Regions from separate parts of the Gossypium hirsutum genome. Here region 1 is linked to region 2. The links are chromatin contacts, called in public Hi-C maps. All regions are on one chromosome and are shown on one strand. The core of a region is the stretch at or near the end of the contact, and the rest is flanking DNA. Distances in the headings are between cores, read along the strand shown.

Evidence for each region. A called contact is a pair of places that touch in the nucleus more often than the background predicts.
Region 1: a Hi-C map of leaf shows a contact between it and region 2, with 2.3 times the contacts expected there. The contact joins the promoter of LOC121219200 here to the promoter of LOC107954569 in region 2. A contact is called at or near these places in 3 of 34 Hi-C or Micro-C datasets (callus and leaf).

The regions. Positions count from the first base shown.
Region 1 is chrD07:26,179,477-26,182,185 of Gossypium_hirsutum_v2.1, reverse strand. It overlaps LOC121219200, which reads left to right and starts at 1,336. Exons shown (of 2, transcript XM_041096902.1): 1 at 1,336-2,709. The coding sequence starts at 1,426. The coding sequence ends at 2,340.
Region 2 is chrD07:26,027,437-26,030,195 of Gossypium_hirsutum_v2.1, reverse strand. LOC107954569 (Golgi SNAP receptor complex member 1-2) reads right to left here and starts at 1,386. Exons shown (of 6, transcript XM_016890167.2): 1 at 969-1,386; 2 at 494-681. The coding sequence starts at 1,101.

The DNA.
Region 1 (2,709 bases), core at 87-2,586, 150 kb before region 2:
TTCCCACTTCCACAACCACTTCATTTCTGTCACACCCATCAATCCTCGAAACTGCCTGAACTGTTGAAGCCTCGCCATCGAGATGAAGACCCATCTTGGCGCTAGTGTCGCTTTACAATCTGGCCGCTGCAAGGGGTCGACTGCAACTACCAACAGCAACAGGGTTATGCTGGGCCACTGAAACCGGACCAAGCTAATCCAGCAAACCCCAGGCCTGACTATCAGAATTATCCCCAAGGCCCAAGCAGTTGAACGGCTCCTTAATAACCGGTCAGTTTTCATTTATGCCGTTGAGAGTCAATCTGGACCCCACATTTGGCCCAACTGTCTCTTTAATAATCGGGCCAAGATCAATAATAGAGCTTACCTCTTTTAACTTACCTTTATTACTATTTTTTTTTACTTAGATCTATTTGACCGTTATGATGAGAAACAGATTCTTTCCTGAGAAGATTTCCATTTATGATTTCTTTTGGGTTTTTTACAAAAATATTATAAAAAAATAAAAATTTACCAAAATATTATAATTTTTTTATTTACTAAAAAATATATAAATTTTTTTATTTACCAAAATATATTAAAAAAAATCTGCAAAAAAAAAATCTAACCGATGTGACGGTACCTTAGTCACGCCAATGGCATTGGCGGCACCAATGGTGCCATATTGATTGGCGGCACTATTCGTATTATAAATCCGAGATCTGTCCAGCTGAAGGGAGAAAAAAAAAGAGTTGTTACAGAAAAGAAGAGAAAAGGAGAGAAAAAGAATAGAAAAAGAAGGTATATTTTTAAAAAATTTTGATTATATTGTTGTTATTATTTTGTATATTTTGTAATATTTTTTATTTTAGTTTAGTTATTAAGATTAATAAAACTCAAAATAATAGTATTAGTTAGTATTATTATTGTTGTTGTTGTTGTTGTTATTAGTATTAAGATGTTATTAATGTATTAAGATGTAACTTAGTAATATTATTGTTAGCAAAAAACTAGTATTATTATTATGGTTACTTATTATTTTTACTTACCAAATTAAAAATTTTAGTGTGTATTATTTTTCGTATAAAATTATTAATATTATTAGTGTGTTAGTTATAAGGATTAGTGGTTAAACATTAAATTTTTTTAAGTAATTTAGTTACCGTTCGAGAATTTTTATGAGATTTTATTTTTTTGATAGATTAAATATTGAAGATAGATGCTAAGTTTCTTGTATGCGTTTATTTCGATGGAGTCATCTTAACAATAAGTGTTGGATGTGTATTTGAATGTCGGCAACAAATAGCAATGAGATTTAATAGAAATGTATCATTCGATGAAATGAAGGCAATGATTAATGCAAAAATTCATAGACGTTGTGGGAGAAGGGTATCAAAAATTTTCTACAAGTTTCCAGTTTCGACAAATCCAGTCAAATTCGTCGAAATGGAACTTGTAGACGACGAAGACGTAGAGACAATGGTCGATCTCTACTATGGGAATGAGAGTGAGAAGAATGCACCAATTCACTTATTTGCTGAGTTAGTCGGTATGGAGCAAAATGAAGATGTTAATGCATCTGATGAAGAATACGGGGCTGAAGAACCGCGGATGGTGGCTCCAATATCATACGTTGATAGTGAATCAACTATGGGTAGGATGGGTATCGACCTGAATATTACACCCGATGTTGACATGGTTGGTGGTGAAGAAGAAGGTGCCGGCGAAGAAGAAGGTGGTGGCGATCATTGGGATGAAGAGGTCAATAGTGACGTTGATCCCGATGTGGACGATGTACCTGATGATATTGACAATGAAGATGTCAACAACGATGAAGGCATTAACGCTTCTTCGGTCGGGGAGCAGATGCGGCGTATTGTGATACACAATAATCCTGGGCCACACATGTCGCTCATAGACCTCGACGCAGCGTATGTAGCTGAGTTTCTAGAGTACCCTAAAATAGTTCATTCTCACGGGCTGGCCGTAACATCTGGTGATGATGAGTTATTCATAGGCCAAAGATTCAGCTGTAAAGAAGAGTGCGTATATGCCATTAAACGGTACAACATGAAGATATCGGTGGATTATAAAGTCTCCGTGTCTACTCCGACAATATATGTTGGGGAGTGTTGGAAGGCAGCGGAAGGCTGCAATTGGCGGGTACGAGCTGCATTCATTAGAAGTTCACAGATGTGGGAGATACGAAAATTTGTTAGTCCTCATACATGCACATCAACACGTATGACAGAAGATCATAGAAAACTTGATTCGAAAACTATTTGTATGTGTATCATGCCAATGGTGAAGGACATGCCGACCATTAAAGTTTCGGTACTCATTGCGGAAGTGCAAGCATGATTCCAGTATCGAGTCTCATATCGGAAGGCATGGATAGCTAAACAGATGGCGATGGAGCAATTGTATGGGGATTACGATTCGTCGTATAACGAGCTTCAAGGTTGGATAGCTGCTATGCGGAAGTACGTATCGGGGACTATGATTGAGTTGCAGACAAGTCCATATTACGGCCCGGATGACCAGTTACAGCAGGCAAAAAGAATTTTCCATCGGATGTTCTGGACGTTCGATCCATGTGTGCGGGCATTTCCCCACTGCAAGCCACTTGTGCAGGTGGATGAGACCTGGCTGTATGGAAAATATACACAGATACTGCTTCTTGCAGTTGCTCAAGACAGTAACAGAAACGTGCTCCCGATAGCATTTGCT
Region 2 (2,759 bases), core at 137-2,636:
TTGCTGCTTATACTGTATTTCTTATCCCACTGAACTGATTGTCAGGCATGTAACAATCATGAGCCATGAACTAATTACAATTAAGAAATAGAATAACTGAATTATATTTTATTTCAAATAGAGGTACAGATATCCTAGTAAGAATTGCCAAAACAACCAATCAAACATGTTTATAAGCATGCCTTGATGGTGTCATGATTTGGTATATTATCAGTTTGAACCATGGCTCACAAACATAATGGTAACAATGACTTAGAGGTTGGAAGAGAGTTTTTCCAATTGCAGTGGTAAAAAGAATACAAAAACAACAGCAATAATTAGAAGTTGCAAGACTATACACTACACATAATTTAATATCTAGCAGTGATGTAGGGCAAAATATCAGGAAATGTTCATATTTCATTGAAGCTTATAGCACCTGGTAATTATACATGGAAACCTGAGTTCTAATAACAAGTCTAGATAAAAATTACAGAGTAGACAACAAACAAACCTGAGTAAACTCATGTAGTATGTCTCTATGCCTTGCAAGCTTCTGGGTTACTGAAGTAGTTGAAGCAGCAGACGCAGCACATCTGCTCATGGCATCATTTATGTCCAGCAGTTTCTCGAGCAATGACTGAATTTCCATTTCCATAGACTTCCATGATCTACTTGACCCAACGGTTGGCGACCCAGTATCTAGATAAGCTCAATGTGAATACATATATCATCACAAAGGGGAAAAAAGAATCTAACCAGATTTCAAAGGCTATTTAAATACAAGGAATAAATATATGCTCTTTGGTATTAAAGATCCAATCTATTCAGCCATTGGAGTTTGTTCAGTTTTTTTAACAGATTTATTCATAATTACTGTAATCTACCAAAAGAAAATCAAAATGCAACTATATAGCACAAAAAAAGAAGCATTTGGTACAAAAATCTAGAGATAATAAAATGAAAAAGGAAGCAGTAAAAGAGCAAACCTCCTTGGGTGAACCTAGCACCGAGCTTAGCATAAGAAGAGAGTTTGACATCGAGATCACCCTCGATCTTTCGAGCCTCTCTCCTGAGTTCCTCCCAACCCGATTCTTGCAGATCCAGATTCGGATCCGTCATTTAGATCTTGGTGTTTGAAATTCGGATCCCTGGCTCTAGTTTCGTTTCTTATGTGCGTCCAACGATGGAGATTGGTTGAGTTATTTCAGGTTAGTAACCCTCATCCAATTACAGAATTCAAAAATGCTGCCGAGTGTTGGAAGCTTACTTGCTTTCTTTATTTTCGATGATCTTCTATTTCGATTTTCTGTTTCTCAGAGTTTGAGGGAGAGAAGAGAGGATGCTCTTCTATGGTTATTCGTGGTTTATTATTTTGCATCTGGACCATTGAACCTAAGCATGGGCCCAACAGAGAATCAAACTATGGTTCCATTCTACCAAAATAAACTCTCGTGAAGGCCCAATTACTCATCTATATCTAGTGTTTGGTTCAGTGTAATAGGTAATCCATTACGCCCCGATTACGCGCCTATTACATTACCGACCTATTTCGGCGTTTGGTTCGCTGTAATCGGTATTACGCGCCTATTACAATACCGACCTAATTCCCAAATTCTCTACTTTTCTATTCCCTTCCCAAATCGACGATTACCCTATTACGTCCGGCTTCCCTTCCCAAGTCTCTGTTTTACCCTCCCTCCCTACCCGAAATCGACCTCCACCCTCTCCTTTTTCTGTCCTCATCATTTCTCCTCCCATTTCTTTACCGATTCTCTCTCTCGGTCTCTTTTTTCATTTTTTCCCTTTCATTTGTTGTGGTTTTTGAAATCCACTGCTTCATTTTTTCTCTCGGTCTCGGCGTTTGGTTTTTGAATCTTGAGGTATGAATCTTGAACTTTTCATTTCTTTGCCTGTCTTTGCCTTGGATTGTGGCTGCTTTCATTGTGCTGCTGCTGATTTTGGTCATAAAAATATTTGCTTACATGCTGATATAATTTCAGTTGAATTCAAGAATATTTTTGCCTGAATAAAACTCTATTTAATCAGCAGAGAGTAGACCAGAATTTTTTTGCCTGAATTTTTTTGCATGCTGATTTGTGTTTCATGTTGGTATGAGTCCTTTTAATTTAATATTATGGAATGGCATGTTCATGTTGGTAGCCATTCTTCAGGTAGACCAGCATTAGAACCAAGGGTAGTAGTTATCAAATCTTCTCTGAAGGCATATGTGAACTGTCCTTTTTGTGCATATAATGTGATGAGCAGTTTGTTCTTGTGTGGCTTGAGAAACCACATAGGGTAGGGTACTTGACATTAATCTTCTTGAATCTAGAGGGGGTGGAAGGGAAGCTTCAGAATGTTGATCTTGACATTGTGCTCAATATTTTAACGAGTAGTTGCCATTTTACTAAATCAGAATCCAGGAGAGAAGTGCATTTAGTTGATCTGGTACGCTAATATGTTCCATAATTCATGGGTTTGCTTGGCTGCAATTGCAGTGCATACAAGCTCAAGTTTTAGGTTAGGTTTAACAGTATTATGAGATGAGAAAATGTTAGTGCATGGTAAGTTACACGTCTTTGGAAGAACATTGAATACAAGAAAGAGCAATAGTAATGGAATAATATTAGGAAAAGAAACAAACATTTCCATAGCTATTTGGACTTTCCTAGTGGAGAAGAAAAATATGAAGTTCTTATTAATTTTAATGATGGAATGTAAACGAGTCTTTATTGTACTTTTAGGATAATTTTAGTCATTTTATAGGACATCATCAT